Regions from separate parts of the Sus scrofa genome. Here all the other regions are linked to region 1. Evidence: chromatin contacts called from public Hi-C and HiChIP or PLAC-seq data. All regions are on one chromosome and are shown on one strand. The core of a region is the stretch at or near the end of the contact, and the rest is flanking DNA. Distances in the headings are between cores, read along the strand shown.

What was found. A called contact is a pair of places that touch in the nucleus more often than the background predicts. HiChIP or PLAC-seq counts read pairs in DNA pulled down with a chosen protein or histone mark.
Region 2: a contact with region 1 is called in a Hi-C map of brain, with 6 times the contacts expected there. The contact joins two enhancer-like sites. A contact is called at or near these places in 11 of 47 Hi-C or Micro-C datasets (adipocytes, alveolar macrophages, brain and 6 more) and 2 of 2 datasets of contacts at active chromatin or transcription factors (alveolar macrophages and skeletal muscle).
Region 3: an H3K27ac HiChIP or PLAC-seq map of alveolar macrophages shows a contact between it and region 1. The contact joins two enhancer-like sites. A contact is called at or near these places in 2 of 47 Hi-C or Micro-C datasets (embryonic fibroblasts and fibroblasts) and 2 of 2 datasets of contacts at active chromatin or transcription factors (alveolar macrophages and skeletal muscle).

What each region holds. Positions count from the first base shown.
Region 1 is chr6:150,836,928-150,839,972 of Sscrofa11.1, forward strand. The region is part of intron 10 of NFIA (nuclear factor 1 A-type); the gene reads right to left. Among named protein-coding and RNA genes, the nearest start is that of TM2D1, 220 kb to the left of the region's middle. Within about 2 kb of position 1,619, at least 48 of the 83 cell types and tissues checked have an H3K27ac peak or open chromatin away from gene starts, as enhancers often do. A contact at or near this core is called in alveolar macrophages, brain and mesenteric adipose tissue, where this site is marked.
Region 2 is chr6:151,326,987-151,330,031 of Sscrofa11.1, forward strand. All of the region lies in intron 1 of LOC110261418 (a long non-coding RNA gene), which reads left to right. Among named protein-coding and RNA genes, the nearest start is that of NFIA, 99 kb to the left of the region's middle. Within about 2 kb of position 1,640, at least 14 of the 83 cell types and tissues checked have an H3K27ac peak or open chromatin away from gene starts, as enhancers often do. A contact at or near this core is called in alveolar macrophages, brain and mesenteric adipose tissue, where this site is marked.
Region 3 is chr6:151,098,118-151,101,162 of Sscrofa11.1, forward strand. All of the region lies in intron 2 of NFIA (nuclear factor 1 A-type), which reads right to left. Among named protein-coding and RNA genes, the nearest start is that of NFIA, 130 kb to the right of the region's middle. Within about 2 kb of position 1,619, at least 12 of the 83 cell types and tissues checked have an H3K27ac peak or open chromatin away from gene starts, as enhancers often do. A contact at or near this core is called in alveolar macrophages, where this site is marked.

The DNA.
Region 1 (3,045 bases), core at 369-2,868:
CATGTGGAAGTTCCCAGGTTAGGGGTCAAATCGGAGCTGCAGCCATAGCCACAGCAATACCAGAACCAAGCCGCGTCTGTGACCTACACCAAAGCTCACAAGAATGCTGGATCCTTAACCCAATGAGCAAGGCCAGGGATCGGAACCCACATCCTCATGGATACTAGTTGGGTTTATTTCCACTGAGCCACAGTGGGAACTCCTTGATCATCTGCTTTTTGACGGACCCCTCGGTGCCTAGCACAGTGCCTGGAATAGAAGCTCAACAAAGAAGAGGTGAATGAGTAGAGAATGGGTGAGGGGAGAGACTTGGGGTTGTGATTAATGTATTCTCTGATGAATTTCACAACATCTTTTCTATGAGAGGGTATTACAGCATTCTCTCAACAGGCATAGATGACCAAGAGTGATATAAGAGCAAGTGGGGCTAAAGTAGAAAAAGTGCTGAACCAAGAAACCTGGGCGATTTCGGACAAGTCACAGCATCTCTCTTACGCTCAACCTCCTTAGTTGTGCAAGAGGTAGATTTTATGATGTAAAATGCTCCTCTCAGCTAAATATTTCTAACATAATGTTTTCAAAAAATGACATATAATAGTGGTATCAAGATGTCACCTGATTAGCTACTGTGATTTCCAAAGGAAAAAAAATTGAGGGCACCTGCACTAGCTCTCGTTCATGCTTTTGTTCATTTGACATTTATTTAGAGCCGTCCATATACCTGCTGGGCCCAGTTACCAGTTACCTTCCCTTTCATAAATCCTTAGGTAATTAGCTTTGGGCAATAATCTGGTGATACATCACTTTATATGCCAGCACTTTTTTCTCTGTTAGCTAAACAAAGGGACCGATTATGTGACAAATTATGGTCGAATACCAGAGTCAGCTTCTCAAGTGAAGTAAAAAAGTGTATGGCTTTTGCCAACATTCCTCCAGAGATACCCTACCAAATTCACCACGATTATCAATACTCGTAGAAAACAATCATCAACCTCCCGCAAAAGTGACTGCTTCCGACCTCTCTGAGCTGACAGTATCAGAAAGGGTTACATTTGGGTTGATTCGGTCAGATGTAGGCTCATCTGCTGTTCAAGAGATTCAATTAGGTAAAGCAACGACTTATTTGATCCCAGGATAAATGGCAAAATGATAGCCACATGGAGGGTGGGATACTATTTCCTGGTCACACAAGCTACCTTTGATTTCCAGAAGACCTGGGGGGGGGGGAAAAACCACCCGAAAAACTACTCATCCTGTATACTTTTAGATGTTATTCTTTGACCACGTGCTTGGAGGAACACAATAAAGCCTCTTGTGTCCTGAGAGGAAATCATCTTGGCAAATACACGCTGCCTAAATCGGACAAAAGAAAGAAGAGGGGAAAGAGAGGAAAAGGGAGTCTGATTCCAAACTGTATTTCTCGTGCGCCTCCGGGACAGCAAAGGCAGGGCCGCGTTCTCTCTTTAACAAAACTGTCTCAAACTTTGGGTGCAAGCAACAATGCTTACAATTTTTGTTCTCACACTTTCTCAGTAAGTTGTGAAACTCCAGACTTCTCCAATCTGACACTGCACTGCCTTCCGTCTTGAAGCAAGCGCCTGGGACGCAGTGAGTCAGCAGGGGGAGCAGTTTCCCATAACACAGTTTCTGGACACAACCTCAGTGCACGACAAAAATCTGCAGTGCCTCTACACTTCTCTTAAAAAGCAAAGCGAAGGGGGGAGAAGAAAGTTTCTTCACACATCTTACTATTCAGTGTGTGCCTTGCCGACAAGGTTACCCCAGAGCAGCTCTGTAATCCTTCACTGAAATAGGCTTTATTGATTGCTCTGGTCTATTGTTCTCTTTTCAAGTCCCCCAAGTTCAAGTTCATCCTGGTGTTACATCATGTCTGGTTGCTAAGAGCAACCAGACAGACCCAGACGTGACTATCATTAGCAAGAAACCCTCCGCTCTCCTCCCACCAACCTTCCAGTGGCTCTGACGTAGGAGGCCCACTGCACACACACTGAAGTATTTATTCTGCCTAATTTATGACCTACACAGCAAGCAAGACCCCCACTCCAAAAACCAACACTGTTGTATATTTAATTAATCTGTCTTTCTCGGGCACTTGGGAAAGTTAGACAAAGGACTAATTATTGTGTTTCACTCTCCACACTTTTCTTTGGAGGGGGGGATGAATATTTGCATGGGAAAGAAAACTATAAGGCCCAGCATCGCCCCCCCCCTTTTCTTTTGCCCTATTGACATTTCATGAAATACTTTAGCTGCTTAAGGGAATTAGAAAAAAAATGCGATGTGAATGTTACTCCTTCTGAGTTGGTATTCAGTAACACAAATCAACTCATGACATGTTTAAATTTAAATGCTAACCACACACTCTCAGAGTTACTTTAAAGGTTAGTTTTTAATCAATAGAAGTTGCTGACTCCGGGTTTTTGAGCTGCGCACTGCAGCTCTTGGGCTTTTGTCTAATGTTAAAGCTTTCAAACTTTTTTTTTTTTTTTCCTTGAGATGATTTTAGCAATGATTTGCAGACACAGAAGGCTATTGTGCTCTGACCAGCAACATGTCAGTAGAGGAGCGAGTTGCCCTGGGGTGGGGTGTCAATATGACTCCTGAAGGCCTGGGTTGGGGGTCTTTAATAACCCGTGAAAAAAACTTAATTAACCCTTTCAGGCCCAAACCAAAACCTATTCTTAAACTTTTCCACTCCTGTAATTTGACCATTAGTCCTTATTTCGACTTTCCACTAATCTTCAGGACAATTAACCCAGCAACTTGACCAAGGCTTTCCAGAACGGGAAGTCAGCCAGTTAGGGGAACTACACAGGGAAATTTTTTTTTTTCTGGAATGAGGGCTCTTTGATTAAATCATCTATTTGGAGAGATGGCAGATAAACATGTATATTTTAAAGAATCCATCCATTTCATCGAATGTTCTTGTGACCAGTTTGCCGCTGAAGATGCTTCTAATTCCATTATGATGAGCATGCTGCTTGCACGTGCATAAACCACTTGATTTCTAAGAACTGCCATGAA
Region 2 (3,045 bases), core at 390-2,889, 490 kb after region 1:
AGGGGCACCCTTCTGGGTGTCAAGAAAGTAGCAGCTCTTGTCAGTGTGGGAACGTGCGGGTGACTGCCAGGCCAGCTCTTCTCTCCAAATATATTCAGGATGTGTCCACTTCTTTATGTCTTCTGTTTATACTGAATCTGGACCATGTTTAACTCTGGTAGGACTCCAGCCGTGGCCTCCCCACTTGTCTCCTTAAATCCTCTCTTGTCTCCTCCAAACAGCAGCCAAAATTATATTTTGAAGATGCAAATCCTTTTTTTCACGAGTCAAGACTCTAAGATTTTTTTTTTTAATGAAATGGCTTCTAGTGCACAAAACCTTCAAAGAGTTGCTAAAAAATAATTCGAATAGTAACTTCCTGCCACTATAACCTACTCCAGGTTGTTTCTCATGTTCATCCAAAGGAATATCTGTAGTCTACTCTTTTTTAAAAAATTTGTTAATTTAAACTTTATTTTTATTTTTTAGAAGACGCAAATAATTTTAAACACTTAACACCCTTCCATATCTCCTGCTCCTTCTTAGAATAAAATCCAGTTCCTATGATGGCCTGGCAGCCCTGAGGAGGCCCAGCTACTCCTCCCATCAGACAATCTCTTGTCCAACCCCCCTCCCCCTCTTCCATGGACGTGCCAAGTTCCCTTCTGTTTTATGGTCTCTGCATTATTTCACCTGCTTGGAATCCTTTTCAACTAGACTTTTGCATGGTTAGAACTTTCTTGGCACTGAAGCCTAAACTTATAAACCACTTTCTCGGATGACACCTATCTGACCACCCAATGGTGGTAAGACCCATCCACCATGCCCTATTTTATTTTCTCTCTTGTCCTCACCTCTCTCAGGACTTTTCTTGTTTATCTTATTTGTTCCCCATTTATAGTAAGCTGCCCCCCACTCAAGAATGTTATTCCCATGATTATTTCTGTATCTCTTGGCTTAGAAAAATGCTTGAGATAAGTAAGAGCTCAGTAAATATTTGTTGAGTATTTGAACAGATGGATACATTCCTTGAGTTTTTTCTAGGTCAACTTAGGTTGTTCATCTATAACTTTCATTTATTCTTTCTTCAGGGAACATCTGGGATGTCAGAGCTTGGGATCTGGAATCTGAGAATGTTGTGCTCAAGGTCTCACTTTGCTACATGCTAACTGGGAACTCGCCCAGCCTCAGTTAACCCTTCTCTATAATGGGGATAATAACAGTAGGGCAACCCCCAAGCTGGTTGTAAAGACCAAAGGGTGTAATATTTTATTGGTATCTGACATACAGAATTGCTCAATAAAAATTAAAATTTGGTCAGTTTATATGGAGTAGAGTGGATTCAGCTCAAAACCTTGAGAGGAAAGTAGATTCCTGACAAACCCTATTTCCAAGAGAAAAATTTAAGCGTGGGCTTTGGTGCCAGAGAGACCGGGTTCTAACCCTAGCCCCATCATTTGAGTCACTTCATTAGTTTTAGTTGCCTCCCTTATAATATGGAGAAAATTACACATCCCTTGTTGAGTTGAGGCGAGGACTACAAATAGTGCACACAAGGGGCTGAGCCGGTGCCTAGTTTGGGACTCTGTAAGTGGCAGCCGCCTTGTCCCAGCTGCCCGGGTGGCAGGGTTCGCAGTGCAGAGAGGAAGAGAAGAGAGGAAGCAGGCAATCTGGCAATCTGGGGAAATTCTTTTCTAACACTTCTGATAAGCACGAGCCCAGGGGCTGTCTCATTTGACTTCCTCTTGCTTTCCTGTCTGGTTGGCAGTCACCAGGCTGGGAGCCATGCCATGGCCCCTCGCTGGTGGGTCAGCATGTTTTATTTCCCCTCGGTCCTCTCTAATGAAAAGCACTCGCATCCAGTAAATCTTTCCTTTGCTCTTATTAAAGCACTTGATGTTGGTTATTGAGGTCCGTTCCCAGCTAGGTGAGAATCAATAAGGTGACCTCTTAATCACCTCGGCAATCAGCGAGCTCTTTTCTTAGCTTGCACTCAGGCCAGTGCCCACAGAACTCCTGACGCTCACCAGGCCCTGGTTACCCACCAAGCGGTGCGGAGACCTCCCCCTACGTTTCCTCTCTCCCCAGCGACCTCGAGGAGTCTCGAGTCCTCTGAGCCAGCCCTGCTCTCTGCTTGTCTCTGCTCGGCTATGTTTGGCAGGATAATGAACAATCTTGTGCTTCTGGAAAGGGAAGGGGACAGTCAATACCTGATTATAGATGGTTTTTTTTTTTTTTTAACTGAACTATTGTTGACTTATAATGTTGTGCTAGTTTCTGGTGTACAGCAAAGTGATTCAGTTATGTGTGTGTATGTGTGAGAGAGATTCATATATATATGAATCTGGATATACACACCCTCCATCCCCTCTTCCTTTTTGGGAACCATAAATTTGATTTCTGTCTGTGAGTTTGTTTTCTGTCTGTGAGTTGGTTTCTGTTTTGTAAATAAGTTCACATGTATCATATTTTAGATTTTACGTATAAGTGATATCACATGGTATTTGTCTTTCTTTGTCTTATTTCACTTAGTATGATAATCTCTAGGTCCATCCATGCTACTACAGATGGCATTATCTCACTCTTTTCATGGCTGAGTAGTATTCCATTACATATTTGATATATATGTAATATATATATAACTGATCACGTATAATAGATATACGTATATGTATATATATATATCTCACAACAAATGACCTCATTTTGGTCGTTGTGTCTTTGTTCATGCTGTGCAACTGCTTAGAATGAAAGCTATCTTGTCTCTGCAGAGTAAAGCCTTTCTCCCCCCTCAACGCTCAAATCCACCTTTGCTGGGAAGCCCTCAATTCCCCGAGGAAGTCATTTGCCCCTTGCAATGTTTTGAACAGAAGTCTACTCTAAAGCATGTTGCACCATATTTGGGTTCTCTCCTGTATGCTGGCCAGTCTGTGGTCTCCTTAAGGGCAGGTAATGTGTCTTAGTCATCTCTGAATCATCATGACCCACCTTGAAGCCTGGCACACAGAGTTCAGCTGTGTTTGTTAGAAGGAAAGTAGGAAGGCAGGAAGGCAGGAAAGGAAGAAA
Region 3 (3,045 bases), core at 369-2,868, 260 kb after region 1:
GTCTTTTATCAGGTATTACCTTTAGGGTCATTTACCTGCGTGCTCTAAATCCAAATAGATGTATGTATCAGAGTGGCTCAGAAAGTTCTGTGGGTCAGGACAAACCTCTTAGGAATGAGGTGTGTTGGAGTTCCCGTCGTGGCTCAGTGGTTAACAAATCCAACTAGGAACCATGAGGTTGCAGGTTCGATCCTTGGCCTTGCTCAGTGGGTTGAGGATCCGGCATTGCCATGAGCTGTGCTGTAGGTTGCAGACACGGCTCGGATCCCGCATTGCTGTGGCTCTGGCCTAGGCTGTAGGCCGGTGGCTACAGCTCCGATTCGACCCCTGGCCTGGGAACCTCCATATGCCATGGGTGCGGCCCAAGAAAATGGCAGAAAGACATAATAAAAGGAATGAGGTGTGAATCAATTCAAGCCTGAGTAACTTACAGTCCAGCAGCTAACCAGCTCCAGTCCACTAATCACACCCTCAGTTTAATTTAGGTCCTTTGAGTCTGTGCCTAAGTAGATAAGAATCTTAAACAATAAACTAATCAGAGTTTCTTTAAGACTAGATCCACTTCAAGGAGGCTACAGGAACAGGGAAGGTCACTTTGATGAGAACAATCTTACTAGAGACGGACCCCTGTTCCAGTTTTATCATCTCAAAAATTTCTAGGGAGTTAATGACAACAACAACAACAACAAAACCTTTCAGAATTTACAGAAGAGGGATTTATAGGAATATATGTAAAGAAACAACTTCTTTGGTCAAAAGTGAGTACTCACAAATATAGCACAAGGAACTATATCCAATCTCCTGACATAGACCATGATGGAAAAGAATATTTTTAAAAAGAATGTATATACATATGATTGAGTCACTTTGCTGTGTAGTAGAAATGGGCATAACACTGTAAATCAGCTATACTTAAAAAAATTTTTTAACTGAGTATTCACAGACCACAACAAATACAACACACCTTAAAAATCTACCCTCAGGCCAGACTGTCACATAGTCCATCTGGAACCCAGAAACTGGTCTTGATCCTGCAGACGTACAGATTTCCCCAAATATATCCTCACCCCTTTATGGCCTGGCTTCTACTGAAGTAGAGTTCTCTCTTTTTTTTTTCTTTAATTCAGTCCAAACCATCGTTGTTGAGTATCCACTTTCAGAAAGAACTGTCTCAAACACTAAGAAAAGAGAGCCCCAATTGTATGACCAATTCTCATTACAACTAAGTACAAATGCAAACCAGACTTAACTACCATAAGGCAAGCTAAACCATGTGCGATGGGTCAAAGGATGAAGACAACTAATCACGGGGCGCCGGGGGGGGGGGGGTGTTGGTGGGAGGCAGAAAAAAAAAGTGTATTCCTTGCCTTATTCCTCAAAACACAGGAAACAGTCTGGAAGATAGGAGAGTTCCAAGAGGCAGAGGAAGAACTGGGCACCCCTGACAGAAGATCAGGTACAGACAAAGGGGAACAGCACAAGCTCTGTGCAAAGGATGTATCTATTTTATAAATAAGGCAAGTGCCCATGTAACTTTAGGCTTTAGTTTTGACATGTACACTTGAGCACTTGAAGTGTTAGCATGTGCCCTTTCTCCCTATTAATAATGTTACTGATAGGTTCAAAGTAGTCTTGAACTCATTCCAAGGTGAAATTCGCCTGCCTACAAGGTCTCTTCTACCATGTGACTCCTTCGTTTAGTCGGGGCAGGCTTTAAAATGTGGTTCATGGAGAAAAGTGAAACCATAGGCACCACTGGAACTCGGAATAAAAAACACATTTTGAAATAAAATAAAGGTTAAGCTCTCATACCAACAGACCTTGCTCGATCAGCAAAAATGTAGGTGTTACAGGAAATCGCTATATTGTGCAATCCCCATTTCACCCTCCACAAAATTGCACTATAACTCAAACTAAGTGAAGCAACAATTGGATGGATGACCAGTTTTTGTTGTTTACATAGTTTAATGCACAAATGTGCAGTTTCCATGACTTTCAGAATGACGTGATTTACATGAGGCTTTAACAATAAATAAACTTGAAGTGCTGTATATAGTTAGCATATGGTGAAATTTTTAAGCAAAGCTCTCCCGTTCTCTGCAAGACATTTAAAGTATTCTCTCCTATTGGGGAGTTTTGTCTTTAATTTACACCCTCCTAATTCTCCTCTTCGGCAAATATAAAATTTTTCTTTTATAAATAAAATCTATAAAAGGGGCAGAAAATAAAGCAAAACAAAAAAACATGTTCTTTACACATTAGTGACACAATAATCAGTAACAACTGCAGAAAGACTTTACAGATATTTATAACTTTGCCATTTTAAAAGTTAGTCATGGATACCACAAATACTTATACTACTACGTAATAATTTATGGCATTTCCATAGTCCTGTTATGTGCCATCCTTCCATAACCACCTGGCCCATCAGGATACCTAGGAAAAGATTAACAGGATTATTTGCAATAAATCCCCAAAACATACCTTCTGAGGAACAGACACAAATAAATCCTTAAAAAACAAATTGCTCTCTTGATAATTTTTTAAAATCCCTTCATACAAATCTTACATACACAAGATTTCTAGGAGACTTAGGGAACGTATTTTGACCAAGGTTAAGGTCAAGCCTTTATTGCGTCCTCCTTCCCCATTTCATCATAATGTTTTCCTTCCCTTTCACCTACTTGGACTTTATTTAAAAGAATCCTGATAAAGTTTATGGCCACAATTACATTATAGGGAGATAACACCCTAATTCCCTGACCAGAAACAGGAAACAAACCATAAAGGCAACATCTCAATCCAAAGTCACCACTGACACTTATCCTTCTGGAATATCAGGCCAGTCACTGAGTGTGCAACGCTAAGTGAGGTGTAATCGAACACGGGTGCAAGACAGGAATCACCTGAGGCCAGGGCTACACTTAGATAGTCACCAATCAACTAAAAAATGCATTGGAATCTGATTTTTCAAAAGGAGAAAAGGAGTATCTTGCCTGTGATAGCTGTTCACTAAAATCATCAGTAAGAAATACCAGTACAAGC